Regions from separate parts of the Sus scrofa genome. Here all the other regions are linked to region 1. Evidence: chromatin contacts called from public Hi-C and promoter capture Hi-C data. All regions are on one chromosome and are shown on one strand. The core of a region is the stretch at or near the end of the contact, and the rest is flanking DNA. Distances in the headings are between cores, read along the strand shown. Region 1 holds the start of CCND2 (cyclin D2). Region 2 has its middle 94 kb from the start of PARP11. Region 3 has its middle 130 kb from the start of PARP11. Region 4 has its middle 130 kb from the start of CCND2.

What was found. Promoter capture Hi-C pulls out the DNA fragments that hold promoters and counts their contacts. Hi-C and Micro-C count contacts between places; a contact is called where the count stands out from the background.
Region 2: a contact with region 1 is called in a promoter capture Hi-C map of fetal skeletal muscle, with 9 times the contacts expected there. A contact is called at or near these places in 4 of 5 promoter capture datasets (fetal liver, fetal skeletal muscle, liver and 1 more), 18 of 47 Hi-C or Micro-C datasets (alveolar macrophages, brain, embryonic fibroblasts and 12 more) and 1 of 2 datasets of targeted methods (skeletal muscle).
Region 3: a promoter capture Hi-C map of fetal skeletal muscle shows a contact between it and region 1, with 8 times the contacts expected there. A contact is called at or near these places in 4 of 5 promoter capture datasets (fetal skeletal muscle, liver and skeletal muscle), 10 of 47 Hi-C or Micro-C datasets (embryonic fibroblasts, epiblast stem cells, fetal heart ventricle and 6 more) and 1 of 2 datasets of targeted methods (skeletal muscle).
Region 4: a contact with region 1 is called in a Hi-C map of retroperitoneal adipose tissue, with 2.7 times the contacts expected there. A contact is called at or near these places in 5 of 5 promoter capture datasets (fetal liver, fetal skeletal muscle, liver and 1 more), 31 of 47 Hi-C or Micro-C datasets (adipose tissue, alveolar macrophages, blood and 16 more) and 2 of 2 datasets of targeted methods (alveolar macrophages and skeletal muscle).

The regions. Positions count from the first base shown.
Region 1 is chr5:66,110,326-66,118,203 of Sscrofa11.1, forward strand. It overlaps CCND2 (cyclin D2), which reads right to left and starts at 4,250. Exons shown (of 5, transcript NM_214088.1): 1 at 3,815-4,250; 2 at 1,830-2,045. The coding sequence starts at 4,009. LOC106507534 (a long non-coding RNA gene) reads left to right here and starts at 2,052. Exons shown (of 3, transcript XR_002344133.1): 1 at 2,052-2,804; 2 at 2,996-3,027.
Region 2 is chr5:66,345,539-66,353,416 of Sscrofa11.1, forward strand. No RefSeq gene overlaps it. Among named protein-coding and RNA genes, the nearest start is that of PARP11, 94 kb to the right of the region's middle.
Region 3 is chr5:66,310,457-66,318,334 of Sscrofa11.1, forward strand. No RefSeq gene overlaps it. Among named protein-coding and RNA genes, the nearest start is that of PARP11, 130 kb to the right of the region's middle.
Region 4 is chr5:66,245,324-66,253,201 of Sscrofa11.1, forward strand. No RefSeq gene overlaps it. Among named protein-coding and RNA genes, the nearest start is that of CCND2, 130 kb to the left of the region's middle.

The sequences.
Region 1 (7,878 bases), core at 3,000-5,499:
TAGTGAAAAACTTAAGTTTCTCTCCTTATCGGGATACTTTGGGGGTGGGGTGGGGGGGATGGTGCTCAAATGGAGACAAGCCCAAGAGAAAGCCTTCATAGTATGTGCAGTCAGAAGGAAAAGAGGCCTATGGGCCAATCAGCATCAGGAGATGGAGAGGCAGAGACCAGCCTGCCAGTGTGGTCCCCCATTCACCCTGAGAACCCAGTTGTCTTCCGCTTTGCTAAGCCGCTCACCAGACCCCCACTCTGCCACCCAAAGCACCCACTGGCTGTGTGGTCTAGGCTGATCCCCTACCCACCCCTTCCCTGGCTTCGGCTTTTCTCGTTGATCAAATAGAAGGACTCCTCCAGACCTCAACCTCTGTTTTAAGAGACAGGAATGGGTAAAGGGAGGGGTGTCTGTAGCAATATAAATCCATTTGGCAAGTCCTAGAAAAACTGGGGTGTCCTGAACCCCATGGTTAACAACCATCAGGTCAAAACAATGAAGCAAAAGGAAGATTAGTTTTCCTGGTCTCCCGAGAGAGATAAGTGGATCCCAAATGCTAACAGTTCTTCTTTCCCGGCTTTAAAGTCCGCCTTGGATTTTTACGGAGGTTGGGGGTAAAATCACAGAGAGGCTGCTAGACAACCCATGTCTTCCAAGATGGCTTGAAACTCCAGCTCTCCTTCTCACCGGGGAATGTGAGTATAAACCACTCGACTTGTACCATTATTAAAGGAAGCAGTTCTCCCAGAAGAAAGCACCTTTTTGGGCCTCTCGGACCAAACCAGAAGCAGCTGAAATCTGGCAGCTGTTCAAAGGTGAGGTCATGCAGGCCCCTCCGCATTCTCGGAGATTCCTCCCCATCCTTGCACATGTCTGTCGCTAGGTGGCAGCACAGCTCCAGGAAGGAAGGCCGCTCACAAAGAGCTCAGTTCAGGCAGCCAGTCCAGGCCCAGTGGACTTCGAGCAGGCCCAGCCAGTAAGGAGGGGGAGGGGGAGGGGGGAGGAGGGGGGAGGGGGGGAGAGGGAGCCGGGGCGGTAAGAGGTGCGGGATCTTTTCCCAACAGTTGGGAGATAGGTGTGCGGATCACTGAAAGTGGGCCTCTGGAGCCCTCTACCAAAGCCAGATACTTCCACATGATCTTCAGGATGAAGCTGCAGGGGGCAAAGGGTCCCCCCCTCAGGTGGGAAAAAGGTTTTGCTGGCAGAAAACCAGAGTCCAGACAGCACCCCTGCGTCTGTTCAGAGGTCAGAGCATCACAGGCGCTGCTGAATCCTCTGACAAAGGGCCCAATGTGACTCTGCTCAAAAGCCAATGAGCTGGTATTTAGTGAACAGCTACTATGTGCAGGTATCTTGAGACTTTAAGATGCTTAAGACCTACCTTGGAACTCCAGGTTTTTCGGAGACACACTACAACACATTCCTACCTGTGTGAGGGGTTGAGTACCCTTTCAGAATTCAGTGATTGAAAATTTGGAATTTAAGTATCATTGCTCTGTTCCATGCCTCCTCACACACACACACACACACACACACACACACACACACACACAACACAACACACAGAAAATGAATTTCACTAACACAACTCTCCCTAAGTGAGGATCTTATTCATGGGTGTAGCCTTGGTACTTAGCATAGAGCCCAGCACACAGTAGGGACACAAGAAGTCCCATACTAAAGGAGAGGGTTCCCAGCAGCGGGAAAATTCCAGGGGTGGGTAACTGGGGGCGGTGGGCAAAGGATGTGTCCTGGTAACAGTGGCTGGAAGCGCATTAGGCTGGGGGTGGGGGGAGAAGGGAGAGCAGAAAGGCAGGGAGGAAGGAGACAGTCATTACCAGCAGCTCCTGAGGCTTGATGGAGTTGTCGGTGTAAATGCACAACTTCTCAGCCGTCAGCGGAATGGTCTCTTTGAGCTTGGACGCCAGGAACATGCACACGGCCCCCAGAAGCTGCAGATGGGTCTTCGGAGTTGGGACTCCGGCCAAGAAGCGGTCCAGGTAATTGATGGCCAGAGGGAAGACCTCTTCTTCACACTTCTGCTCCTCACAGACCTACGACAGGGACGAGTGGGCAAGGGTCGGGGTCGGGGGGCGAAAGCATAGTATGAGGCAAAGGGTAAAAAAGGGGAGCCGCACAATCTCTGGAAACAACAGAAAATCCTGAATTTGCGTGTGGGGAGGGGGAGGGGAGTAGAAAGTGATAAGAACGAAGACAGTAAATTGGGGTAAATCTAAATGGCCCTCCTTGCTGGGGTGCTCCCTGGGGAGCCTGAAAACTCAAAGGAGAGGTGGGTTAAGGACCCACCGGCCAAGGCCGAAAGCGCAGCGGCGCCGGCCCTGCCGCCCCCGTGGGCCGCTCACTACTCCGCTCGCTCTCACTCCACTCGCTCTCTTTTTTGGATTTCGTCATCTTTTCAAAAAATCAATAAAAATATTCTGGAGGCTCCAGGGGTCTCGTTCTTGGCCCCATCCGGACCCCCAGACCCTGCTCTATCATTCCCGACAATTGAAAAAATTGTCGGGGAGGGTCCGCGCGGCCCAGGCGCCGCATTTGGGGGGTGGGTGGGGAGAGGTGGGGAAGCGAGGGGGAGGGCGGAGGGAGCGAGCGCCGCGCAGCCTGGGCGGCCGGGAGTCGGAGCAGGGGAGCCGGGTTCAAAAAATAATTAAAAATCGAGAAAATATCCCAGACAAGCCCTTTCGGCGTGAAAACCCCAGAGAGGACCCAGGCTTCCCGCAGCGGAGATTTCGGGTGCCGGGAAGGTCTGGACTGCGACCCCTGGGGCTTTGGATCCCGAGGGGAAACTTGCAGGGGTGAGCGCGGCGGCGGGAGTGTCCGGCTGCGGCCCACAAGGGCAGAGGCCGGGGACGGTGGGGACCAGCTGGGGGACAGATGAGGACGAGGAGACGCCGGAGAGGCGTTGGGGGCTCCGGCCTCTCCTTGGGGGGGGCCCCCGCTATTCCCCCCCCTGAACACACCTCCTCCCCCCTCCTACCCCACCCAGATCTCCGCACCCAGGAAACTGAAGGCCAAACCGTAAGTAACCTTGGCGGGGGTGGGGGTGGGGGGTCGGTGGCGAGGGCGCTATCAGAAGTGGGGGGTCGGGATAGTGGGGGGCTAGGGGGAGCGGGCGGCGCATTCCAGCCTCTCCACCCCGAGTTTACAAAGCAACATGGCGAAACCATGGCAGGTCCGGAGCCGTGCAGACGTGGGCACACAGTTCGCTGGGCAAGGGTTTGGGGCAAGGGGAAAGAAGTGGTTCTTTTGGGTTCCCCGAAAACACACGTTGCTTCAATGTGACTTCCGGGGCTCCTGAATTCCCCGTTTCTCTTCTCCTCTCTCCGCCCTCCCCCTCCCCCCTTAAGTGCCAACGCGGAGTCGCGACCACATGCGGGGACCTAAGGCTGGGATGAATTTGCCCTGGCCTTTGGGGAGGCTTTTTAACTTTGGGGTGCCGCTCCTACTCCCTTCGTCAAAGCACCGAAAGCAGTCTCGGCTTCGCCAAAGACAGGTCGGGGTGGGGGGGGGGGAAGAGGAGGCAGCCACATGCAGGCACACGCGCGCGGGATGCTCCCCCACCCCCGCCCCGGGACAGCCTCGCTTCTCCCAGATTTTCCTCCTCCCTTCTCTCCCCCTCCCCCCGTGAATCCTGCACCCCGCAAGGAACTGAAAGGAAGCCACGCGTCTCTCAGAGGGCACCGGGTAACCTCTCCCCCAGGAGCGGGGAGGCGGACGCAGAGGCTGCCCTCTGCCAGGTTCAGGGTCCCTGCGTGGGGGTGGGAGTCCAGGTGGGGACAGACATAGCGCCTGGCTGCAGACCTACCTCCAGCATCCAGGTGGCCACCATCCTGCGCATGTAGGGCTGGATATCCTTCTGCACGCACTTGAAGTAGGAGCACTGGGGAAGGTAGCGCTCCTCGATGGTCAGCAAGTTCTGCAACACGCGGTCGTCGTGGAGCAGGTTGGCGTCCGGCACGGCCCTGCGGACCGGGTCCACCTCGCAGCACAGCAGCTCCATGGCCAGCTGGGTGCCCACTCGCTCCCCTGCGATCTCCGGACTGGAAAAGTTGGGGAGTTTTTGAAGGGGGTAGGGGAGAGGGTTCCCCCTTACCTCCTTCCTTTGGCTAAATAAGGGTTTTTCGGGGAAGAGTGAAAGGCTGAGAGAGAAGCTGGGGAAGAAGAGAGGAAAGGGATGGGCGGTGGGAGAGGAGCGCCTCGAGGGCTGCTGACTCTGCCTGCCCTCCCCTTCAAACTTGTCTGCTCTCCCCAGCTCGCTCCGCTCTCTGCTCTCCGGGGCAGTGACGCAAACTGGCTGGGCAGTTACTTTTCCTCCCTCTCGCCTCACCCCCCTCTCCGGTTCCTCCTCCCCTTCCCTCCCCTCCCGGCTCTCCCCTCCTCCTTTCAGTCTCTCCCTCCCTCCTTTTCCCTCTTGTTATTAAGGAGAACAGCAGCTGGCCCGACCAAACTTCAAACGCGGTCCCCCGCCTCCCCCCACCACCCTCCCCTTAGCTCTCCAAGGCCCTCTCTCTCTATCCAGCCTCACAAGCCAGGGGCCCCAGAGAGGGGAACCCCCCCCCCACCAATTCCTTCTTATTCCTTCTAATTGCGAGCATTCTGTAGGTGCATCATGCCAAAATACGACCCTCTGACTCTGGCTTCCTCAAAACTGATCCTAACACTCTTGCCCATGTATTTAAGATCCAAGAATGACGGGTGGATTACTTGAAGATGAGGTGGGCTCAGGCAACTGAGAAATAGATCTCTGATGTAAGAAAGAAGGAGGGCGATTTTAGAAAAGAGCTACTTGGCATACCCAGAGAAAAAGGTTATGTCCCTGAAATTCATGTTCATGATCATTTTGAGGCTGTTTCCAAAACCTGATTAAAGGGACCAGAACTACTTCCCCCACCCCACGGCCCGCAGCTGTGTAGGAAGAGGAAGAGGAGGGAGGGGTGCGTGTCTGGAGGGAGGGGGCGCTTCTGCGACCCTGGAGCAGAAACCATTCCATTCTTGGGGCGCCGCAGGGGCCATTGGGAGACGCGAGGAGGCGCCCCGAACCGCCGCAGGCCGAGGGCAGGGCTACCAGCGGTTCTGCCGCAGCCAGAGGCCACGCAGGAAAAACCCGCTTCCTCGCCCTGTATTTGCTGACAAGCCGCCCGAGGTGTCTGCGCCGAGCGTGGCCACACTGATACAGCTTTCTAGGAACTAGCCAGGGAGGGGGAGGGGGAGGGGAGGGGGCGAGAGAGGGGTAATTTTGGCTCCCCCTCTCTCCCCGAGCGCAAGCGACACCACCCCTTCCTTTCCTCCAAGGCCCAAGAGTTCCACCCTGGGTCCTTCGCCTGCATCCTCACCGACCCTCTGGGTTCACGCCTCACTCGCAGCCAGGGCTTTCTCCCTGGGAGCGGGACTACGGTGGAGACGCGGCCAGCGCGGTCGGCTATGACACGTGCTCCAATGCATCCTTGGGTCAAAGCCACTTTTAGGGGGGACAGGGTGGCGTTTCTTCACCTCCTTCCTCCCGCCACCCCCTACCCTGCCCGCCTGTGCTATTTCACTCGGAGGAAGGGGAGGTAGGGGGAGTCCGGCGCCCCCGGCGTGCTGGCGTAGCTGGCAAGTGCGGCCAGCGCGGCGTGGGTTGGTGCTTTGGGGACACACCGAGGTCAACTCGGTACCTCCTTCGCTCGGAAAGGGGGCCCGAGCCGGGGCGCAGAGGGGGAGGGGGGAAGGGGCGGGCAGGGTGAGCAGAGAACTCGGTTCCCTGAAAGGAGGGGGAGGTGGAATAAAGAGGGCGGGGAGTGCATAAACCAGAGGTGCGAGCGATTAACTCCGGCCCGGGGGCCAGCCCCTTTCCACGAGGGTGGGGCGGAAGGGGTGGGTGGGTGGCTGGAAGGGGGATATCGCTTTAAAAGGGTGAGGAAGAGTTTGGGGCGCCGTCTCCCCTCCCTCTATTTGCATAGCCAATAGCTCTGGGTCTCCTGCTACTGCGCGCTGATTGTTACCGGGCAGATTACTTTTTTTTTTTTTTTTTTTTTTTTTTTTTTTTTAGTAGGACGCGTTCCCCGCTACATCAAAAGGAAGCCAAGGAAGGGAGGGCGGAGGGAGAGCGGGGACTGGGGCAGACGAGGGCTGGGGAGAGGCCCGGGTGCCTGCGACCTTATCAATAGCCGCGGGAATTAGTATCCAATCTACTGTATGTAAAGAAAGGGGAGGGAAGGGGCGGGCGAGGAGAATGTCTAATTGCTGTGGAAGCCATTAGCTTTCGGGAAGAAAAAAAGCTCGCTGAAAAACCCAAGTTGCAAACTCAAAATGAAACAGCCCTGTGCGGCGGATGACACTTGGGCTGAGTACGGTGTGCCTCCGAACAGAGCGGGTCCCTAACAATCACCTATTGATTTCAGTCAACGTGGGCTTCCAGACTCAGGCCTTGAGTTCCTCCGGATAAATACATTAACTTATATTTTAAGACCCCCTAAGGGAATTACTTAAACTTCAGCTCAGTCACCTTTGAGCGATCAAAGAAAGCTGCTGGGGTAGGGCGGCAGTAGGTGCAAAAGAGGTATTTTTAAAGTATAAACCTACCCCAACAGGCAAGGACCGAAGCTGGGAGGGCTCCCAGCCTCTTGACATCACTTGATAACTAACCCAGCAGGGTCTTTTCTCCACCTCCCAGCGGGGAAAGCATCCCCAGCCCTAAGTCCCCAAAAGAGGGGCAGCGGGGGCGGGGAAGAGGCGGGTGGTCGTCCTCAGGGCCTCGGCCCACCCTGGGGAAAAAGCCTGGGTGGCGAGGCCTCAAGTCTCCGGAGCGAGCCGGGGGCCCCCTCGCCCCTTCCCTCCCACCAACCCCAACCCCGTCTGGCTTTACCAAGAAATTCCAGCGGGGAGGGGTGGGGGAGAGGCGGCTGCGAAGGGGAGGGGCGCGCGGGGGGACGCCCCTCTCCCCGCCGCCCTCTCTGACCACCCAGACCCGCAAGTTCGGGCGCTCCCCGCGTGGCAGACTGCCCCTTCAAGTTCCCCATTCACTTCCCCTTCCGATTACCGACTGTTCCCAAACAGCAACCTCGCAGCGAATCCGTCCCCCAGTGGTTTAGGCTCCAACGCTGGGGTGGGGCGTGCGAGGGTGCGGAGGTTGGCAGGAATGTCTCCGGGAGGCTTGGACTGGAAACTGAGTTTTCCCTTTTGGTCGCCACTCCGACCATGTGTTAAAACTTTAATTTTGCTTGTTAAAAAGCGCTCCACCTCGCACGCGGGGAAAAGCACGTTGCCTTCTGGGCAAACCTGCGCATTTTCTTTGAGTGTAGATTTAGGTTTAGAGGGAAGAAACCAAGCTCCAGTGCTCTGGCATTTAACTCGAAACTGGCCACTGTAGCGGGTGGGGTGGGGGCGGGGGGGGATGTTGGCTGATCCCTATTCCTTTTCGCCCCTCAAGGGGGAAAAAAATTCCTATTCTTTATAGGATCAGTGATAACCTTTAGCAAACGTCAGTTTTATTGGACTTTTATTCCCTCCCCGGTCGGCTAGCCACCCCTCGCGTTGTGGAGTTTCGGTTGGAAAGTGTACAAAACCCTGTAGGTGTAGGGTGTTTATAGGCACATTTCTGCAGGAACCTGTAAGGCTAAACACACATACGCCCCAGCTCACCTGGCGGATGCCGCCCAGCGAGGTGATTCCGCCGTCAGCGAAGCTTGGAGCTCCTAGGGGCGCTCTGGCCGGGTGGGGGGGGGGAGAGATTTGAGTTCAGACTCAGCACCCCCCCACCACCAAAAAAAAAAGCAGAGCTATGTGTGTGTGTTTCTCCACTTAGGGATGGATGGGCAATCAAAACCGAAAACCCGACGGTACTTGAAAACAGATGGCCGAGGGTCCGAGTCTCGGCTCTGGGCGCCGGGA
Region 2 (7,878 bases), core at 1,948-4,447, 230 kb after region 1:
ATATGTAGATTCTAAAAAACAAAACATTTACAACAAAACAGAAACAGACTCAAAGGTAGAAAGAACAAATGGGCAGTTGCCAGAGGGCAGGGACAGAGGAATGGGTGAAATAAATGAAAGAGATTACGAGGGCCAAAGTCCCAGTTATAAAATTTAAATAAGCCACAGGGATATAACATGCAGCAGAGGGAATATAGCCAATAATATTGTAATAACATTGTATGGGGACAGATGGTAACTAGACTTATCACGGTGATCATTTTGTAACGTATGAAAACATTGAGTTATTATGTTGTACACCTGAAACTAACATAATACTCTAAGTCAATTCTATTTCAATTAAAAAAAAAAAAAGGCTATGGTTTCCAAGCCCATTGCTTTTGCTCTCATTTCCCCTGCACTCCCCTGCTGCACCTCCACCCCACTCTTCCTTCCCTCTTCCACCTACTCTGCTGGGAAGAGGCCATCCAAGCCTCCTGAAGTCATGGGGAGTCTCTGTCCCCTGCCCACCTGTGCATAGGTGGCTCTGTACTGCCTTTACCTGGAGCTGCACCTAGCAAGGGACTCAGAAAAGGCCAGGCTGGCTCTTCCTCTTCTCAACTTTACTCACTTGGAAAGAAAACTGGGTCTAGATGGATTCAGAGGTTTTGTGGGTTTCTTTTGGTTTTGGTTTTTGCATTTTGTTTTTTAGGGCTGCACCCACGGCATATGGAACTTCCCCAGCTAGGGGCTGAATTGTAGCTGCAGCTGCTAGCCTACACCACAGCCATAGCCAGATCCAAGGTGTGTCTGAGACCTACACTACAGCTCAGGGCAACACCAGATCCTGAACCCACTGAACAAAGCCAGGGATTGAACCCACATCCCCATGGATACTAGTTGGGTTCGTTTCCACTGAACTGCAATGGGAACTCAGAGGTTTTGTGTTTGAGCTTCACCTCAGGGATGTACCAGCTATATAACCTTAATCAAATCATTTTGATTCTTTGGGCTTCAGTGGCCTCATCTGTAAAAGAACAAGAATCATTCCTGCCTTGTATGTGTCCCAGGTCTGGGGGAACAAGCGAGACACTGTGTATGAAGACTCTTAGCTAGGGAACACGATACCTCTACCAAGCCCTGATGCTATGGTGATAATTGCTAGGATCTTTTTCAGGGATGTCTTACCTCTGAGTTGTGATCTACCCTGTTCACTGTGTCCTGCTGTGTTTCGGACAGAGACTGGCACCAGGCAACCACAACTTTGGGTATGGGCTCCACCTACATTTATGAGGGCTCCCCTCCCCAGCCATACAGCCCCAGCTCTCCCGGATCACAGACAAACCAGTGCTTAATGATCCTATGGGTTCCTGCAAAATTACTGCCGATGAAGATGCTCTAACACCGGGGTGGGGTGGGGTGGTGCCTCATTGTGGGGACGAGGAGGGCCCTGAACCGTACTCATCGCGCCCTCCATCCCCTGACACAGCTCCTTTCAGGTTCAGCACACAAAGAGTTTTGGTTTGGGGTGATGTTTTAGCCAAATGAACCCTAAGCGCCACATGACCTTTAGTCTGTGCCTCTGAAAACCAGGATGGATGGGGGCTTCCTTGTCTGCTCTTCCTTTTGGTTCTGCAGCATCACAAGCTTTGGGCCAATGAGACGCCCACCCTGAGCTCTCTGCTCTCTCTACGGAACCTGGGAACCTTGTTGGTTTCCATAAGTTCCTTCTATCCATTCTTTACAGCGGAACTGGTTCTGAAATGAGCAAACAGCAGAACCAGAGGGAGGTGGCTCGCCCTGTGTCTGCTCCAGCTTCATCTTTAAGATGGGCAGTCCCTGCGCTAGTCAACATCACAGGCCATTCTGGGGTTTCCAGGAGCCGCAGGGCAGGGAAGCGCTTTGAAAGCTGTCACACAGACGTGAAGGAGGACTAGTATCTGGATAAGACAGTTGTCTCCCTTTTCCTGCCTGACACTTCCATCTCAGTTACCTAGACTAAAAAAAAAAAAAAAAAAAAAAAAAAAAAAAAAGCGCACCCTAGAGGTTGAGGGTTATGTCTTATTCAGCAGACATTCTAAGGACTTTAAGCCCGGGACAAAGCATCTCAGAAAGCTCTGGAAAGACTGCTTTGAAGAGGCAAGGAGAGAGCCAGGATATATATCTAGGAGGTTTTGCAACAAAGACCAGGTTGTTGGAACATCAAAAGATGACTGCTGGAGTTTCCACTGTGGCTCAGTGGGTTAAGAACGCTACACAGTGTCTGTAAGGACGTGGTTCGATTCCTGGCCTTACCCAGTGGGTTACGGATCCAGAGTTGCTGCAAGCTGCAGTGTAGTTTGCAGATGTGGCTCAGATTCGGCATTGCTGTGGCTGTGGCGTGGGCCAGCAGCTGCAGCTCCAATTCGACTCCTAGACTGGGAACTTTCACATGCCGTGGGTGCAGCCCTAAAAAGCCAAAAAAAAAAAAAAAGGAAAAAGATTACTGTTAATTAAAGAAAACCAGGCATCTCAAGTTAAGGAATTTAGCGCTTTTCTATATATGGAAGATGCAAGAGTCTGGACTCACTGAAATCTTTCCTTTCATATGCATCTTACTCTCTAGGGCCAGTATCCTCCGTTTTCCCATCCTGAGTCACCAGGGTATACTACAGAGGAGGTGGCTGCAGTAGCGATGGCTCGATGGCAGTATTTTAGTTCACAACACCACACGCGGCCCCATGATGTCTGACCTGACTTTACACACACCTGACGTTCCGGAGTTAAGTTTGTCCAGTGATTCACCATTTGCACGCTTCTGGGTACCACGTGGCTCATCGGTTTGCAGGGAGGCGCTCAAAACAGGCACGGATGTGACCCAAGGGCCTGGCACCCAGACTCTCGGGTTTGAAAGTGACCAGTTGGTGAAGTCAGCTCTCCCATTTATCAGATGAAAGAACTGAGGCTCAGAAAAAGTCAGGGTGAAGGCTGTCCCCCAAGTACGTGGAGCACTGGTTTATTACTCTGGAGTAGAAAGTCTTCGTTCCCAGCGTTTTGGAGGAAAGGAATGCGGGGAAGCCACCTCCTCTGGTGCTGATTTACATGCAGTAAGTCGGCACAAGGGGCCCCAGGGGAGAAGTCCTCTGGGGGAAACAGCGCAGGCTAATTATGCCCGACTCCCTCTCCCTCCCCCTCCCGAATGCACAAGTGCTTGACAGCTGCTTCTTTGTACCCTTAAATATTTGAGCAGCCTGCAGTCCTGGCCCAGCGCTTGTCACTGCCTGCTCCCTCCACCCGGAAAGCGCCCAGGTCTTGCTGGGCTGCCCCTCATTCCGGTGATTAGATATGGTGCCTGTCAGGAGATAAAGAGGGGTCAGGGCCCCAGGGGGAGAGGGAAGGAGGCAGCATCTTCTTTTCCCAGAAGACAATCCCCACAGTTTCTGAATGTTATTAAGAAGGTATTAATGTAGAATTCAAGTTCATTCCAGCACAGAGTGGGCTTGCCAAGTCCAGCCAAGGGGGTTTTGTGGGTCAAGGACTATGACCTCAACTGTCCATCACTGAAGTAGATGTACTGACCAAAGGCGGGTCATTCTGTCTTGATAGAAGCAGCAGGAAAAAGCTAACTTTGGAGAGAAGGGATAGAAAACTATGTGGGCTGGAGTAGCGCGCGCACACACATGCACGCGCGCGCGCGCGCACACACACACACACACACACACACACACACACACACACACACACGTATTAAATGATAAAGGCACCACTGCCCTCTACTGGCCAGGATATCACCTTCTCCCATAATTAGAAACCGCCGGGAACCTCCGTTGCTTCAGAAAATAATGTGAAGGCTTATTGCAAATGATTTTCCACGCAAATTGCAAAGAAAGTGTATTCCACTGATCTTCGACAAGGCATTCATTCATTCCTTCACTCATTCCACAGGTAGGACCAGCCATGGGTAGGGTGTGTATGTCCTTTCTCTCATCTAGTTCTAAAAGAAGGAGAGGAATGCTAACGTAATGAGAACACTTTATTTCACCTTGACCAGGTTTTTGTGGGTTGTTTTTTTTGGGGGGGCCACATCCGAGGTATATGGAGGTTCCCAGGCTAGGGGTCCAATCTGAGCTACAGCTGTCAGCCTACACCACCGCCACAGCAACACAGGATCTGAGCCGCATCTGCAACCTACACCTCAGCTCACGGCAATGCCAGAATATTAACCCACTGAACAAGGCCAGGGATGGAACCCTCAACCTCATGGTTCCTAGTCAGATTGTTTCCGATGTGCCACGACGGGAACGCCTCACCTTGTCCCGGTTTCACACCCAAGGCGCAAGCCCCCTGGCCCACGGAGCTCAGCTTCAGACCTGGTTTCACCTTCAGTTAGGATACAGTCGGAGAAAGGACCTCTTTCTCGCTGTCAAGGCACATCTGGACTGGAATAACTATCATGGAATCATGGGTCTGGAAGGTAAGTCGAGACTCACACAGATTTAGACTGTGAGATTTCCTGAGTCTAGATGGAAACTCATCCTAGCAATTCTCAGTCTAACACATCCTTCAGGTGTGGGAGCCGGTTTCTCCCAACTTGCCCCAGAGGCAGCAATGTGGCTTCAGATCGTTGGGAACTACGATAAAGCATTGCCTTCGCCTCACCTCCTGCCTAAGATTTTCAAGCCCTTTGTAAATCCTGGGGTTATTCCTGGCAACTTAAATAGGCATGGTTCCATCCAAAGCTTCTGATCCTGGTTTTTCTTTTTGTGCTTTTCTTAATCAAATTAGGCAAAGTACGTATCCTTTTCTCCCCCGCATTTCTTTGGATTAGGTAATGCAATTCACATGGTCCAAAATCAAAACAGTGAAGAAGCTTATAGTAAATTTCAATTCACCGTGTCACCAATCCACCCTTTCCTCTCTCCTCTGCCAGGAGAAACCATTGTTATTAATTTCATGTGTACGCTCTCCATGTTTCTTTATGCAAATGCAAACACATGTAAATATACGTTCTTGTTGTCTCTCACCATTCGACAAAAAGGAAGCACTGTTTGTACATGTTTTGAAATGTCTTTTTTTCACAGAACAGCATACATTGGCTAACTTTCCATAGAAATATGTTTTTAAAACTTCCTCAATTTTTTTACAGGTGTTAATATTCCATTGTGTGATAATACTGTGGTTTATATAACCAGTCTCTTATCGATGGAAACTAGGTTTTTAATTTTTATTTATTTTTTAAGACTGCACCTGAAGCATATGGAAGTTCCCCAGCTAGGGGTCGAACTGGAGCTGCAGCTGCCAGCTTACACCACAGCCACAACAACTGGGGATCTGAGCCACATCTGTGACTTACGCCACAGCTTGCAGCAACACCAGATCCCCAACCCACTGAGAAAGGCTAGGGATAAAACCTGAATATTCACTGAGACTATGTCGGGTTCTTAATCCACTGAACCACAAAGAGAAGTCCTTTTTTTTTAAAAAAAAAATAATAATTTATTTATCTTTTCTTTTTTGGCCACACCCATAGCATATGGAATTTCCCCAGGCCAGGGACTGGATCCAAGCCACAGCTGCAACCTCTGCCACCGGTGTGGCAATGCCAGATCCTTAACCCACGACACTGGGCCAGGGATGGAACTTACCGTGTGGCAGAGACAAGGCCAGACCCTTAACCTGCTGCACCACAGTGGAACTCCAGAAACTAGGTTTTTTCAGAATAAGTATTTTTGAGTTCATACTAGTGCACTATTTTTTTTGCTCCCTTCTTCTCCCCAGGCTTTTCACTGTTGCATAAGGTATGAACAGCTGGACAACTGCAGAGGTTTACCTGTCTGGGGCCTCACTCTTGAGGGCCAGCTGCACACTCAGAGCTCTGGGAATGTCCCCAGGAGAGCAGGTTAGAGGACCGAGATCTCCATGGCTGTGGGCAGAACGCCAAACCTTAGGACAAGGTCTCCTTGACCTGGCAGCTGACTTGGTGAAGAGAGTTTCTACTCCAGAACTCAGGGGGCAGGGATGATGGGACTTTCTGGGAAGATGGGTGAAGACAATGGCCCTGGGATGTGCTAGGAATCACCTGCAGGGAACTGAACCTGGCTGGTCCTCAGGTGACACGGGAGCCCCAGTAGTGAAGTTAGCCAAAGAAATGGGGATGGAATGAAACCACATCAGGCTTACAAGAAATGGAAGGGACCCATGAGACCTTTCCAACGGAGCATTCCAATGCGTTCCCGCTCCTTCTATTCAATGTCAGGATGGCTGGGAGCTTCCTTCAGTTCCAAGGACTTGGGCAGGTCTATCAGTGGTTTGCAGTTCATGTGGCCATCAGGGGACAGACTGGCTTTGAAAGATGACTGGAGAAGCCATGGCTTCACCGATACTGGACCACATACAATCAGATCACAGAAGACAGTGTTTCAATGTATTGCCTGCTGGGTAACAAGCCACCCCAAAACTTAGCATCTCCAAATGACAATTCTCTGGGTCAGGAAACTGGGTGGGACTCAGCTGGACCCTTCTCCTGATCCCAGGAGCCATCTGGGGTCATCCATCAGCTGCATTCTGCTGACAACTGGGCTGGTGGAAAACCAAGAAGATCTCATTGCCAGGTTCAGGGCCTCGGCCCCCCTCCACATGGCCTCTGCTTCAGCTTCGTCCCAGCTCATGGGCTTGGGCTCTCTGGCGTCTTATCTCCCTGCTGGCTCCCCGAAAGGGAAGCAGATGCTACAGTCCTCTGAAGACTTGGGTCTGGAGGTCCGAGATTCCTTTACCTGAATGCCATGGTCAAAGCCAAGTCACCAGCCAGCCCAGATCAAGGGGAAAGGAAAGAGACTCTGTCTTGCCCCACATCGCCACCCTCAACTGCCACCAAAGGGAGAAATGCTTAGGGGCATAGGGTAAGGAGAATCGTTGGGGAATGGCTTTGGACACTGGCTTCTGCAAGCAGTGGCTGGAACACTGTGGGCAGGAAGTGCCTGTAGGGTTTGTGGACGTTTTGACTAAGACCCAGGGGCTGTCAGTATCTCTGTAATTGGGTTGGTATTTTCATACTGGGGACTGAAAAGTTCAAAAAGCTTCTCCTCTCCACTGGAAACCCCTCCTCTCAACAGCCCTGCAAAGTGGGGAGAACCTGGAGCATGCTTGCTGGATGGAGAGGAAGGGCGCCTCTTTGGAAATAAGGGTGCAGCTCTTCAGCCTTGGGGATGTGTGTGTTTCTGGGGGCACCAGCTGGCCTGTTTCTATGCCAAGTTCAGGGGCTGCCGTTTAAGTCTTACTATTGTCCCCCTCACTCATAACAGACTTCTCGACCAATGCACACGCCTCCTAGTGAACCCAAATATCGACCTGGAATTCTTTTTTATTTTTTGGTTGAGTCCGTGGCATGTGGAAATTCCCAGGTCAGGGATCCAAACCTTGCCACAGCAGTACCAAGGCCGGATCCTTAACCTGCTGAGCCACCAGAGACCTCCAACCTGGGAATCTTATTAATACACAACCTAGGTAGACCATGCGAGCAGATCCCAGGTCTCCAATGCCTTGAAATCCACGGACTTATACTGGCTGTTCTCTCTGAAAGGCACCAAAGAGGCATTCATCGTCCCCAATAAGAGAGAAAGTCTAGCTGCACCCGGGATGGGAAGATGCCTTCCTCACTGGTGTTTTCCAGGTACCACAGGGGAACACACCTCCTGTGGTGTGTTGGGAACCTGCTCAGGCATCCTTGGAGGCGGGGTCACGGTGCCCAGGGGAGAGGAAAGAATGCAGCCCCGGGGAACATGAGACTGAGACGTTGCCCATCACAAGCTCTCCCCTGACCAGGGAGAGGGATGGTTATCAACGGGATGCTGGTGAGATGGCCGGACACGCTGATGTGACACTGTGACCGGTACAGTAAGGGAGCTCGTTTTCGTGAGGTTT
Region 3 (7,878 bases), core at 3,290-5,789, 200 kb after region 1:
CCCTTGGTTTGGAAGACCATTCCTGGCACCCTAAGCTGCAAGCACGGACACACTGCAGGGACTTACTGGTTGGGAGGACAGAGAGGGTTTATGACCCACTTAAAATATTTGTGTAAGGGACACAGGAATTTGCCACTTGCCTCCTCTTCCACTGATATTAATGACAGCTGAGGAATCTTCACTTCCCAAAAAGCCATGTCCAAATTTTCTATGCCTATTCTTTCCATGGACAAGGACATTTTCGTAGAACAGCGTAAATCTCACTGTGTCATGGGAAAGGAGAGTTCTCCCTACACCTGCCGGGGTGAGGAGCATCTTTGCAAGGTCTTGAGAGCTTAACCCCCACCTCCGGGGTGGAGCGTGAGACAGATGGCCGCCATCCGTGCTCTGCTCTGGACCCTGCCAGCAGCTCCTCTGGGAGGGGGTGAGGAACGGAGCACACAGTAGGCACACCAACAAGAGGCAGCCCTAGAGGGAAAACCAGCCCCTCCAGCCCCTCTCACCTCAGTGCCTCTTACTCCTAAAGTACCATTCGCTTCCTCCTAGAAGGTGACAGGCTAGGCTGGGTCTGTCAACAGCAGATACTCAACTCCTCCCAACTCCCCACCAGTCCAGCCCCTCCTTCAAGGGCCAAGCTCTCCAGGGTCACTGTAGGGAGGTTCGCCCCTGCCCCGAGGAGTTTACAGTCTGCTGGAAGGGGCACCCCCGTGAAAGCAGAAGGTTTCAGAGCTGGAGGTGCCCTTCGCGATGCTCTGGTCCCTGTCGATTACATGTGGAATCTTAAAAAATGATACACATGAGGAGTTCCTGTTGTGGCTCAGTGGCTAATGAATCTGACCAGGAACCATGAGGTTGCAGGTTTGATCCCGGGGCTCGCTCAGCAGGTTAAGGACCAGGTGTTGCCATGAGCTGTGGTGTAGGTCCCAGATGCTGCTTGGATCTGGCATTGCTGTGGCTCTGACATAGGCCAGTGGCTACAGCTCTAACTAGACCCCTAGCCTGGGAACCTCCATATGCCGTGGGTGCGGCCCTAAAAAGACAAAAGACAAAAAAACACAAAAAACCATGATACATATGAGGGAGTTCCCTTCATGGCTCAGCAGTTAATGAACCCGACTAGGATCCATGAGGATGCAGGTTCAATCCCCAGCCTCACTCAGTGGGTAAAGCATCTGGCATTGCTGTGAACTATGGTGTAGGTTGCAGACAAGCCTCAGATCCTGTGTTGCTGTGGCTGTGGTGTAGGCTGGCAGCTGCAGCGATACACACTACTATCTGTAAAATAGATAACCGACAAGGACCTATTGTATATCACAGGGAATTATAACCAATATCTTATAATAACCTATAGGAGAAAAGAATCTAGGAGTTCCCTCGTGGCCTGGAAGTTAAAGGATCCAACAGTTTTCCTGCTGTGGCTCAGGTCACTGCTGTGTTGGCACAAGTTCAGTCCTTGGCCTGGGAACTTCTGCATGCCATGGGTGTGGTCAAAAAAAAAAAAAAGAAAAGAAAAGAAAAGTAGGAGTTCCTGTTGTGGCTCAGCAGTTAAGAACCTGACATAGGGTCTGTGAGGATGCGGGTTCTATCCCTGGCCTCGCTCTGGTATTGCTGTGAGCTGTTGTGGGTCAAGGTTCCAGCATTGCTGTAAGCTGTGGTGTAGGCTGCAGACGCAGCTCTGTTCCCGAGTTGCTGTGGCTGTGGTGTAGGCCAGTAGCTGCAGCTCCGATTTGACCCCTAGCCTGGGAACTTCCATATGCCACAGGTGGGTCCCTAAAAAAAAAGAAGAATCTGAAAAAGTATACAGATATGTGTGTAAATATGTGTATGTATATTTATATATTTATATATATATATATATATATAAAACTGAATGACTGTGCTGTATACCCGAAACTAACACCACTGTAAATTAACTATACTTCAAAAAAGTTGTTTTAATTTAAAAATTAAAAAAAAAAGATTCTCTGTCCAAATCTCGCCCTTGACACATGCGGAGACTGAGGCCTGGAGACGCTATGTGAGATCTCACTGGAGGTTACATGGCTCTCTGCCGGCAGCAGGGGCTCCACCAGGGTGTCTAACTCCCCATCTAGTGTGTGTGTGTCCATGCGTCATCAGGATCAGGATGAAAACCATTGATTCGGCACCTGTCTTTGGAATGAGCTGCGAAGCAAAGCAGAGTTGATAGACCCTTTGCCCGAAGCCCAGCGTGAGGCCAGGCTCCTGAGCACATCACTGCCCGCAACCCTGTCAGAAAAGACGCGGGGGTCAGAGCGCATACACTGGACCAAGGGGAATGTGGTCTACCATGTGCTGGCTCCGCTGCAAGAGTTCCTGGTGGAATGCGGATAACATTCTGGTGAATCCTGTAAGTCATGTCAGAACGGAGAGGTGGGAGAGTAGCTGTTTGACAGGAGGTGGTAGAGAGCCAGGAGGCAGCCAATGGAGAGAAGCTGGCTCCAGATGACAGATTTTGCACACGCTCCAGCATCTGCCTTTCACCCCAAACCCTTAGACATCATGTGCTTTTAAAAAAAAATTTAATTTTTTTTTCTTTTATGGACCCACCCTTGGCATACAGAAGTTCCCAGGCCAGGGACTGAATGTGCAGCTGCAGCAATGCCAGATCCTTAACCCACTGTACTGGGCTGGGGATTGAACCCGCACCTCCAAGGTGACCAGAGCCCCTGCAGTCAGATTCTTAACCCGCTAAACCACAGCGCGTATTCCAACATCGTGTACTTTAAAAATCCATAAAATGCCAGTAAACAAGACCCCCAAAGAGGTTCTAGAATGACAGGTCTGGGTAGTATGCCTCTCCTCCTCCAGAAGCCAGGGCTCCTCCAATGCACCTGCAGGCTTTTAAAAAGGCTTATCTGCACTTTCTTACACTCTAGAGAGAAGAGAGTTCCAAAGCCTCCCAGGGGACCCTCTCCAGTGCTGCGCTGATCCTCATGGCTGGGCACCCACATTCATCGTGCTTCATCCGCCCTGCCTGCTCCCCTTTGCCATGGAGGTAATGCAAGTAGGAAGCTGGCTGCATTTGGTTGCTACCGCACTGACCCTCACTATGCCCTGGGTCACCCGCCCCTCTCTCTCCAGCCACCTCTCCTGCAGATTATAGAAAGCTGCAGCTTTCCAAACTTCATGATCCTCTTGCTTCACCATCTTACAAGCCCAGAAGATTGCTTCCACATTTGATCCCAGCCACCCTCCTGCAGCATATTCTAGATGCTCCAGAGGGCTTCTCTGACTGTCTCTGAAGTGAGGGTCGTGAACTGGCCGGTCTAATTGCCCTACGATTAAGCCACCGATTCTTAAGGGTTGTAATGTAATGAAGTCACCAACTCTTTTTTTTTTTTTTTTTGGTCTTTTTGCCATTTTCTTGGGCCACTCCCGTGGCACATGGAGGTTCCCAGGTTAGGGGTTGAATCGGAGCTGTAGCCGCCTGCCTACACCACAGCCACAGCAACACAGGATCCGAGCCGCGTCTGCGACCTACACCACAGCTTATGGCAACGCCAGATCCTTAACCCACTGAGCAAGGCCAGGGATCGAACCCGCAACCTCACGGTTCCCAGTCGGATTCGTTAACCACTGAGCCACGATGGGAACTCCATCACCAACTCATTTTATAGGAGCTCTTTCTCCCCAGAGTCCAAAGTGCTTCCTTTTTCCCTGACCCATCATCTTACTACATGAAAAGCCAGAATGAGTGTGTCTGAAATCTTAGCCAAAATCTCTGCCTCGTCCTATCTCCGCTTCCTTTCCCTTACGTGGTCCATCAAACTCCACTTCTGCCTCTGGATCCATGGTCAATTCTCAACGATCCACGTGTGGAAGGGCTATTCGGTGGGTCTTTTCATTTGCTGTTGGCTCTTGTGTGACCTGGACTTAGAGAAGCCAGGCCATTCCATGCAAACTATAATGGGGAAAGCTGACTTCTGCGCAGTCTAGCGCTGCACACGGACACTTGGAATGGCCATGCGTTGGACAGGTGGCCAACCCCAGGGACTGGGCGATGTGCCGTCAGCTCTCTGGGCCTAAGGGAGAGGGAGGTCATCTACTCTTCTAAGAAACCTCGGTTCTGGGAGCTGATCAGCATCATCCACATGCTTACCAGGACGCTACAAATGCTCGTTGATGAACAGGCATCATTAGTTAATCCATCTGCAGGCTCTAAACACCCACCAAGGATTTGAATTCCACACAACTGAAGCGGCAGCTGTCGGATAGCACCTGCCACGGGGAACTGGCCAGATTTCAGAAAGGGTCCTCTGAGGCCAAAGACCGCAGGAGAGGGAGATTCCAGGGGTTTTGGGGGCGACAGCTGGGGTTGGAGGGGAAGGTGCAGAGAGGAGCTTGAGGGGGAAAGAAGAAGGCAGAATGTGAAGAAAAGCAAATGACCCTCCATGACAATGGGAAGAAAAAGGCTGAAAGGCAAAAAGAGTGACCTCAAAACGAAGCCAGAGGATCACTAAGGGGATCAGGCTGCCTTTCCCAAGGACAGCGTCCTGCTATTTTGGCCACCAGAGGGCTCCTGTATTCCAAAAATATTAGGGAAAAAGGACCACTATCCTCGATGCTTTCCACTCTCAGCAGCCACGTGGGTAGTTAGCGATCTCTGCTTATGCGTACAGAAATCTGTCTTTGAGAGGTGGAGAGTCAGTTCTGATCTCAGGCTCCATGAGTCAATCTGGACAGAATCCACCCACCTCTCTGCTCTGTTCGTCTATCTGTACCTTGTTACAATCCACAGCCAGAATCAGGCTGGGGAGAAGTAGAGGGAAGAGAAGGGCCCCAGCAAGTGAGACGTGACATTTCAGAAAGACACCGCCTCTTCTCAGGGTGTCTACTCAGGCTAAGGATGAGAAGGCCTGTGTCCTGGGTGTCTTGCATCACCCTTGCCCCGGGGAAACTCATGTATCAAGGGGGAAAAAATAATGCACACGTATTTGGTAAAAAGGCTCAAGTTCATGGGCCAGTTCTGTCCATTTCTAACTATATGACCTTGGCCTAAACCCTTCATTTCATGATCTACAAATGTCTCCTCTATAAAACTCTACAAAAGGTCAGGTGTTCTTATTTCAGAGTCTGGATGAAGAATGGAAGGAGATGGTGTTTTTCAAGGGAGTTGGCACATGGAAAAAGCTCAGGATTCCCTCATTGACTGAGTCTGCCTCACACATGAGATGGACGTTACCAAGAGTGTCAACACAATGGCAAAACTGGGCATGAGGAAGAGAGAACTGAGGATGGCATCACGCTGACCTTCAAGTCTTTGAAGGATTACCACGTGGAAGAGGGATGCGACCTTCTATCACTCCAAGGAGGAGAGAGGGGACCCTCGAGTGGAAGGATTGGGGAATTGGGTCGAGCTTGCTGGAGAATTACCTCCATCATCCACCTTCAAAGCTTCCCCCAAGCTTTGCATGGAATGAATGATCCAGGTAAAACAGCAAGTTAGCTCATCCCGAGGGGGGCGGCTCCAAGAGAAGATGGATGAGCAATGTAAGGGAAGTGACAGATTCCTGTGTCAGGTGGGAAGGGCTGGGTTCTGTGACCCAAAAGAGCCTTTTCAGCTCAGGAAATTCTTGGATTCTTTGCTCCAAGCAAAGAGGGAAAAGGGAAAGCATTGCTGTGTCAGACTGGTCTGAAGGAAGGCCTCTTTCCAACATGGTGGTTGTGACCTGCACACTCTTCCCACACCATATGCTCCCTCTGCAGCTGGCCAACTCGGATCTTATCCCTGGGCACTGAGTGGCTGGTGCTTAAGCCTGGGGTGATGGCTTCTGTGCCAAGGGCACGGTTATTCACATTAAAGACGGTGGGTATAGATCCACTCCAATATTTTTGGAATAACTGATGGGTTTTCTGACACAAGGGTGATGTTGGAAGGAAGGCAGGAAGGATGGAAAGCTGTGACTAAGGAGTATGAGGAAAGAGGGACTGGGTAGGGACAGAGGAGCATGTGGTTGGCTCAGAGCGCAAACTTATTTCGATCAGGAACTGTGCAACTGGGGGCACTTTCCTCTCTTCTTCTATCTGACACTGAGAACAATCCTTTTACTCATAGCCAGGGAATGCCACTAAGAGGCAGGAGTCTGGACACACTTTTTTTTTGGCTTTTTTTTTTAGGGCTGCACCCTCGGCATATGGAAGTTCCCAGGCTAGGGAACTGCCGACCTACACCACAGCCACAGCAGTACTGGATCCTTAACCCACTGAGCGAGGCCAGGGATAGAACCTGTGTCCTCATGGATACTAGTCTGATTCATTTCTGCTGCACCATGATGGGAACTCTCTGGACCTACAACTCTTGGAAACTGTTCCTATGTGGGAGCCCCAGAGCAAAACAAAATCCCATGGAGACCTTTTTTCTTTTCCTATTTTTTTTTTCCAGGATAAAATGGGCTGAGAGAGGTTTCCAGCTCTGGTGGAAGAATGGGCACAGAGATTCCATCGTGGCTCAGTAATAACGAACCCAATTAACATCCATGAGGACACAGGTTCCATCCCCAGCCCCGCTGAGTGGGTTAAGGATCCAGTGTTGCCCAGAGCTGTGGTCACAGACACGGCTCAGATCTGGCATGGCTGTGGCTGTGGTGTAGGCTGGGAGCTGTAGCTCTGATTCGACTCCTAGCCTAGGAACTTCCATATGCTGCTGGTACATCCCTAAAAAGTAAAAAAAAAAAAGGGGGGGGTCAAGCATGGATTATAGTCTCAAGAAACTTGGTTTGGAGACTCAACTCGCTCACTCACCAGATGTGACATTTTTAGCAATATCCAAGTCTTGGCGACTTTATCTATAAAAGGGAGATAATTATATCTTTTGGAATTTTGCTGTCCTCAAGTGTCCACTACAGAACTTGGCACATAGTGGTGTTGAGACCATGATAGGTCCTCCTGCTGCTACAGATTTGATGGCCATCAGGAACAAAGGACAAAGGGACTAGAGAAACACCAGCTGGGGTGGGAAGGATATGAAGATTTACAGAGTCTGAAAGAGGTGTGGCTATGTTTGCTCTGAAGGGGTAACCAAAAGGCTGTGAATCTGGAGTTACATAAATGCAATGTTATCTGCACCAGGGGCAAGGAGAGGAGGGCATGGACGACACAAGATGTAATCACAGCCAGCATTGGTGACCTTAAGGAGAAACATACTTTAAAAAAGAGGAGCACACGGAAAACCATGCAATAGCCTCCACGCGGCTGGACTCTGGGAAGTAAATGAGCCCTGTTGCACTGTGTGCAGCAGGGCTGCCTGAGGAAGGGCAAACGTGGATGCTCGGAACCAGGCTTAAAGCAGGGGCACTTGGTGGCAGTGGCTCTGAGGCCAGCAGAGGGGACATGTGCTAGGACGGCGCTGATGAGGAGCGGCATGTTCTCCTAAGGGCTCCCCTACTCAGGTCTATTAAGGCAGCGGTATTACGGACCACAAGTATTATGAAATTGTCTTTTTCCACACTTGAAATATAAGGCCATTACTCATGTGTGCGGGATGACGCCTCCCATCTTCACTGAACTGGTACCCAGATACCAATCACATGGTATCAGGGGACTGCACACATCGGCTGGCTCCAAATGCTGGCTCCAGCCAGGGCATTCCGCTTCCCCGGGAGAAGGGAAAGTACCACGGATTTTATGGCACAGCATCCTGATTTGTATCAGGCTCTGGGGTAGAGATTGGAAGGAACCGAAGTGCAGCCCCTGGCTCTGGTACGTGTTCGGTTACGCAAGTGCCCTCCCAATGGGGCAGGCCACCAAATACCTAAACAGGGCTCTCCGTTACACTGCAGGGCACATGTAACCACCTTTCCTCTGCGGAGGAGGCCTTGGAAGAGATCAGCTAACTCTTCAAAAGTGAAGCAATTGCAG
Region 4 (7,878 bases), core at 3,883-6,382, 140 kb after region 1:
CGTTTAGCAGACTTTGCAGGCATATGGGAACCTCGGGGTTCTGTGTCTTCAGATGGGAACAGCACAGAACCTAATTGTTAAAAGAGGATTATACTACTCGGAGGAGAGGGGTCAAATACTAACCCTGTCCTCTTGGCTTGGAGTCATTCATCCACAGAGGAGGGACTTGGGGGTCACGGAAGGTGTGGAATGGAGCCTCAAAGGGAAGGGCTGACCTTGTTCCATGTCCCCAGAGCACTGTTCTCCAGGCGTCCTTGTTGAGCAGGTGCAGAGGCAGCTGGACCCCTGTACCCACCTTGGTGCCTTCCCCAGCCTACCCTTGGAAGCAAACAAGTGGCCAGCAGGGCCAAAGGGGAGCCTCAGGCTGGTGCCCCTCCTGGCCTCTCCCCCACCTTACCCACCAAACACAATTTCTTACTTAGAATCATGCTGGAGAGGAAACTGCTTGAAGGTGGGAATAACATTGTAACAGAGAAAACACGCACTTTGGGGTCAGAGCAAGTTTGGAATTCAGGCCAGTTGACTGTATTGAGTCCCTTAAAGCAGGTGAATTAACCCTTTGGAGTCTCTCTTTCTTTGCTTATAAAAATGGCCACAATACCCACCCACCTTGCAGGGCTTTGATATATACTTGATGTGTTTTGAAATAGAGAAGTACAGCCTGAAAACCCAAGAGGAAGGAGCAGAGAAGGTGGGGCTTTGGAAGACCAGCTACTGGTGGTGGCATCATGTGGGCCTGCGCCTGGCCCTCCATCCGCCTGCCATCTCCTGATCATTGCTCTCTTTCCACGGATGTAAGGGACTCATTCACTCCTCACATTACTTGCTGAGGTCCTCTGCGTGTGTGTAAGAGTGTGTGTGTGTGTCCAGTGTCACGCAGGGACAATTATGCTGCCCAGAAACAGCAGCCTTCTGCCTGCTGCAGCCGCACAATAGCTACTAAGCCCCCCTCCTTCCTCTTCTTCTCCAAATAAGGCCTCATGACACATTGTGCTAATCTCGACCTCTCTGTGACCTGTGAGATAAAGACTGGTCCCTTGTCAGCCACTCAGGACCTCCTCCCACAACAAGGTCCCAACATCCCCTTGGAATCTCTCACCACAGATCTAGACCTATAACCACAGCTTCTGCTGCCTACGCTCCGCCTTCCTCGCTGTCTCTTGGGTTTACTGCCCCCGCACCGGCACCCAACGTTCGCTCCTTTTCTCTCTCCGCTCAGGACGGTCACCAGCCATCATGCAAGGGCCCGCAGACCCTGCACTGCAACAAGGCCACATGTCCCCAAACAGCCCCTGGGACTTGGTCTTTCACTGAACAACCATCCACATCATATCACCCTGCCTTGGCACTGACATTAACCATCTTATGTCATCATCATATTGACCCTGCAAGGCAGGTATTCATCCCCTTCTTATGGATGGCAGAGGGAAAGAACAGAGAGGTTAAGTAACTTGGCCAAGGTCACACAGCCGTGATGTGGCAGAGCTCAGATTTCAAACCCTATTAGACTCCATGTTTTGGCACCATGTGTTTATTTTTCAAAGCCACCAAAAGAACCAGAGGCATGAAGGTGAGAACAGGCCCGAGTGAACCAGTGGCTCTCTCCTCCTCTAGGGTCCAGAATCTTCATTCTCTGTGCTGCCTGATTGGCCATGCTTCCTCATGACTGCATATCCAGAAGAATTTAGGAATGATGCTTTCCCTGGGTACAGAGCATGAGCTGACTCCATGTAGATATGAAGAGTACGAATGAATGATTGAAAGGAACAAAGGAAGAGTCCCTGATAGGAAGAGGAGGCTCAAATTACACTCATTGTCACAGGACAGTGGGTGATGCCTGAATACAGGAAGCTTTAGTGGGAGAAAAAGAAGGACTATTCTGGAATATTCCCAGTGACAGCTTAGTGTAGATGTGAAAACATAAGCTTGGGCATCTGATAGGGTTTGAAATCTGAGCTCTGCCACTTCACGGCTGTGTGACCTTGGCCAAGTTACTTAACCTCTCTGTGCTTTCTCTCTGCCACCCATATGAAGGGGATGAATACCTGCCTTGCAGGGTCGATATGATGATGTCAAGATATGATGATGTCAGAATATGACAATGTCAATGTATGATGATGACATCAATATATGATGTCATCATAAGATAATTAATGTCAGTGCCTGGTGCAGAGGGAACATTTCAGAAGAGAGTTCATTATGGTCAGAGAGGGCAAGGGGATAGAAGAGGTGGCCTGGAGGAAGCCCACATTCAGGGAGTCTGGCAGTGTGTCCAGAGCCATCCCACCCCGGCCCTCTGAGCATCAGTGTCTTTGTCGTCTTGACAGAGAGGTCCTGGAGCCCTCACTTTGGTCACGGGTCTCTCTGGTTTCTGGAAGTGGCAGCAATAGCTGCCCGCTGGCTGGTGGCAGGGGCAGGGGTGGTGAGGGTTGTTGCTGGGAGGATGGACAGCATTCAGGTGGGGGAGCGCTGCAACCGAACCGTTGGTTTATTTCAAGGTTGCAAGACCTCTAACCATCTCTTCCTATAAAGCCCTTGACACGAGGGCAAAGGAGCTGAGCTCAGACCAGATGTTTCCTGTCTCTCACCATTGATGGACGACAAGGGGCGGGGAGGGAGAGGGAAGGAAACGAAGGCAGCGAGAGAGATTCCTTCGCTGGGAACCCATCCCCCTCCACCTGGATCTGCAGCTTGGAGCGTCTGCGCCCTGAAGTTCTAGGAACCTCCGGTGAATGCTCGCTGCGTGGCCAAACCGAGGGTGGAATCAAACCGAGGTCAGAGGATGGAACGGCCGGTTTCCTGGAGGAGCCCTTTGGGAGGGGACTCAGAGGATGGTCAGAAGCTTCTGCCCAACTCAGTGATGGAAAACTTAGGACAGGAGAGGCTAAGAATAGCTCCTTGTCAGAAATAGACTCCGAGGCATAGGAAACAAACTTCTGGTTACCAAAGAGCAGAGCGGGCAGTAGGGCAGAGGTAAATTAGGAGTTTGGGATTAACGTATACACAGTACTGTAGAGAAAATAGACAAATGACAAGAACCTGCTGTATAGCATGGGAACTATATTCAATATCTTGGATGGAAAGGAATCTGAAAAAGAATACACATATGTTCAGTCATACGTATATATCACTGAATCGCTTTGCTGTACATCTGAAACTGACACGACACTGTAAATGAACCATACTTCAATTGTAAAAATGGTTAAAAAGGAGTTCCCATTGCGGCTCAGGAGATTAAGGATGGGACTCTGTCTCCATGAGGATGCAGTTTGTTCAGTGGGTTAAGGATCCGGCGTTGCCGCAAAGGGCGACTTAGGGCACAGAGGCTGCTCGGATCTAGTGTTGCTGTGGCTGTGGCGTAGGCCGGCAGCTGCAGCTCCCCTTTGACCGGGAACTTCCATATGCCACAGGTGCGGCCCTAAAAAGGAAAGAAAAAAAAAGGTTAAAAAAAAAAAGAATAGCTGTTTGTGTCATCTGTGCCACTGGGAGAAAATCTGAGAGGCAGGGATGGACGCGTGGAGAATGCAGCACCTTCAAACTCCACCCCCAGGGCCTCCCGGGCATCAGTTTTTCCATCTAAGATGGGGAGACTACTCATCCCTGCTCAGATGCCTTCGGCCCCTCCCTCGGAGGATCTGGCCAGCAAGCACTGTCAGGACGGGTGCTTTACAAACGTGCAGGATCAGCAGGAGGGAGATTTCACAGGGTGGCAGCAGGGGCGCAGGGGGCGTCTTTGTGGGCGGGGAAAGTCCCACAGGCCCTCCACCTGCTGCACTGGGAGGCCCGGCTTTTCGGCAGGTGCAGCTCCTCCCAGACTGCTCGGAGATTGGTGTGGGTGCCCGCTAAGCACTTCTGGGCTAGAATCTGAGAGAAACAACTGAAAAGCGCTTCTGGACTAAAACCTCCAATCCTGATTAATCGTCTTGGGGCCTTTGGTTTAATCCCCTTCCCTGACATACATCTGTGAGGATGTACGGTTGTCATCCCTGCCCTGGGAATCTGAGAGTGGGTCAAGCTGAGCTGAGCACGGGTTTTTTTTCCTGTAGGGGATGGGGGTCATCCCAGTTTCTATCTCTAGAGGCAAAGGAAGTGCCTTCATCCCTCCCAGTGACCGACAAAGCTCAGCCAGGCTTGATGGGCTTCAAGGTGCTGCTGGAAATGGAGCAGGCTATGTCCAGGTGCCCTGCGCCCCCCACCTGGAGGCGGTCAACAGCCACGGGGTATATATATTTTCCATCGCTGACACTGGCCGGAGAAGGCTCTTCTTGGGTGTTATCTTAATCATCACCACGGTCCTATGAAGAAGGAACAATTATTCTCAACCCCCTCTTACAGATAAAGAGACTGAGGCTCCGGGAGGGTTCCTGGCCCCACAGCTACACAGCAGGCTTCTGAAAGCTTGGAAGTCATGCCACTAGTTGTAGGCATGGCCTGCCAGGGGACCACATGGTCCACCGAGTGGGGCCTAACTGGGCAGCAGTGAATGCCCCCCCAAAGGGAAGGCATTGCGTTAAACCTCAGAAAAGCTCCCCCGGGGGTCACCCTAACCAGCCTCCCCATCCACCAACGACTGGGCAGACCTTCCACCAGGCTGACCCTCCTCTGCCCCAAGTCAGAGGGACCACAGGAAACCATGCCTTTATCCTTGCAGAACCTGATACTGAATGGTATGTGTCCTCTGTGTGTGTGTGTGTGTGTGTGTGTGTGTGTGTGTGTGTGTGAGAGAGAGAGAGAGAGAGAGAGGGAGGGAGGGAGGGAGAGAGGGAGAGGGAGGGAGAGACAGAAAGGGGGGAGGTTTACAGGGAGAGGGAACGTATTGCCTTTTTATGAATCTGCCTCTCTTTCTTTCTTTTTTTTTTTTTTGAGCAAACCACAGACCAGCTACACATTCTTTGGCCGTTTCCTGAAGATGAACTTGAGATTTTGTGGAGAGAGGAACAAAAAGAAAGACAAGAGCAGGGGGTGGGAAGAAGTGAGGCAGAAAGCAACGGAGCGCGTGCACACACGCGCACGCACACAACTCCTGGCAATAAGGAAGTGAGACTAGATCTTTTTCATGAATGGGCTTAGCTCAGCCTGGCCCAACTTCCGCTCTCCCATTCACCAGCATTCAGATTTCACCTCTGACCATCCAAGGCAGCTGGCAGCTGGCCCAGGAACGAGGAGCAGTTTGAGATCATTCCCCTGACCACAGGCAACTCTGGGCTCGCAAGAATCTTCTTTTCCGAGCTGCTAAATTCAAATGATCAGGGTGTCTATGGGTCACCAGTTTTAGGGGGGCACGGACCTCCTAGATCCCCCACAACAAGGGCTCTCCCCCAGGCCTGTTGCATCCACTTTGGGAAGCTCAGAAGGGACAGCAGGCAGTGCCTGCAAAGGACATGTTCCCAGCCCAGGGCTGCACTGTGGGAGGGGTTCACCCACCTTGATGATGCTAGGAACCAAGCCTCACCATTTGGAGAAGAGTTCTCCCTTCCGGGAGGTGCAGGGCAGGTGGCCATGGCTTGTGGCCTGAGAGGGTGACCTTCTTTCCTTATGGTTGGGAGATGGTTGAGGAGCAGAGCGCCACTGAAGCTGCTGCCCCTTGAAAATCAGTCCGGAGGTTCCAGAGGGTTTGTCCTAGCCGTGGGAAGTCTGGCTCCAGGATCGTGATCAAGTCACTGAATTTTGCTGTGGTTGGGAAGGATGGGATGGCAACACCTCCTGCAGGGTTGCTGTGACAACCCAGTGAGCTGACGCAGAAGGCTGGCTCCCCAGCACTACCTGGGCCACAGGTGCTCAGTCACCAAAACCTAAAGGCACTGTTTCCAGGGTAAGGACAGCCCTGCAGCCCTGAGCTTCCAGGAACGGGCGCTGCGAAGGGCTTTGGATTCATGGTCTGGAAGGAGAGGGAAGCAGAAGTGGCTTGGCCTGGACACCAAAAAAGAAGAGGAAGGAGAAAAGTGGGGGGCAGAGACACGCCAAGGCCAGGCTGTTCTTTCTCACCTTCTTGTTCTCCTGCAGCCCTTAGTTCCCACTAGATCAGGGTGACAACGGAGAAAGGGACGTCATTGTTCTGTCCCCACCCTGGCTCCCCTGGTTCCTGGGATGGGTTAGATGAAGTCTCCAAAAACCCATGTCTTAAGATATTTGGGCCTAGAAGCAGGACCTTGGATGACATGACCTTCAGAATGCCTCCCCACTTCCGGGGCCACAAGCCTTTTGGGAAAACTAAATCCAAGACAAAGTGCGGGCGAGCAGCATTCCACGCCCGCAGCTGCTGCGCTGCTGGGCCCAGCTCTGGGCACTGGGAATGGACTCGGAAATACCAGTGGGCTTTGTTGGGGCTGATGACTCACAGCAAAGGCATGACATCCATTCCACTGGACTTTCTAGGAACTTGCCTGCAGCTGGAGCGTCCCTGTCCCTAGGTCCCCCCTGGAGCACAGAGAAGATGCTGGCAGAGGCCGGTGCTAGTGAGGGAAAGGGCGCTCCGGGCGAAAGCGGACCTTGGGTGTGATTCTCCCTCGATCAGTTGGGCTGTCTCCCGTGTCATAGCTGGAGGCATCTTTCTTGACGCCCTCTCTCCTTCCTCTGCTCCTCCTCACCCCTGGCAGAGCTAAGAAGAGCTGGACCCCAGAGGGACAGCAAAATTGGAGGAATGTGCACTGGGATGGCAATGATGTGAGGAAATGCCGACTGATCGCAGGGGCTCGGATCGCGAAAGCCGCTCGCTCTCTCTGGTAATCCTCGCAGCCCGCCCACGCGCAGCTCTACCACCCCACCCTCTTTCCAGAGGTGGACAAGGATCCTTCGCGAGATCAAGAAATTCTTCCGTGATTACACAGTCAGCAAATGGCAGAGCTAGGAATGAAGCCCTTCTCTGCTCAGGGACGAAGCCTGTGGCTTTAGCTACTCTCCCTTGTGTGCTCCTTATTAGCTCCACTTTTAGGAGGAGAGATGACACCTTTCTGGAGGCGAAGGCTATGCTGTACTTTTTCTCCATTTATCTCTACAAGATATCCGGAACTTGTTTGCAAAAGCAGGGGCCAGAATTTGCTGAGATACTGAAGGAGGTGCAGAATATACTAGTGTCTATGGGGTGAGGGTGGGGGAGTCCGGGGAGGGAGTCTGGAAGCGGGCCAAGGAGCCCTAAAGCACGTCTGCCCCCCTCCCCGTCCCACAGAGGCACCCATTTCACATCCACTAACCCTCTCCTCCTCCTGCTGTTCACAGCTTCTTCTTCTTTTTTTTTTTTTTTTTTTTTTTTGCTATTTCTTGGGCCGGCCGCTCCCGCGGGCATATGGAGGTTCCCAGGCTAGGGGGTCGAAACGGAGCTGTAGCCACCAGCCTACGCCAGAGCCACAGCAACGCGGGATCCGAGCCGCGTCTGCAACCTACACCACAGCTCACGGCAACGCCGGATCATTAACCCACTGAGCAAGCGCAGGGACCGAACCCACAACCTCATGGTTCCTAGTCGGATTCGTTAACCACTGCGCCACGACGGGAACTCCTATTCACAGCTTCTTCTCACCCCTTTGCCATCTTCTGCCAGGTCTCCTGCTCGGCCTCTTCCTGCCTGCGGGTCCATTCCCGCCTTCTCTCTGGGAATTCCTACTCACCTCCTAACCGTCTCTCTGGAGCCAGCTGGCTGCGGGTGACTATTTTTCTCTCCATTCTCCTTTCATGGGCCATGATGATCTGTTTACTCATGACTTCTGTGCCCCCCGCCCCCAAGCTCCTGGACCACCTCACTCTCTGTGTCAGTATCTCAGATTCAAAGGTCCTGCCAGAGGCTCTGATGGGTTAGCAACTGTCCAACCTAGAGTGTCCCTCTGGCCAGTGTCACTGACTTGACTTTCAGGCAGTTGGCCTTCTACAGGGGACCGCAGGGGG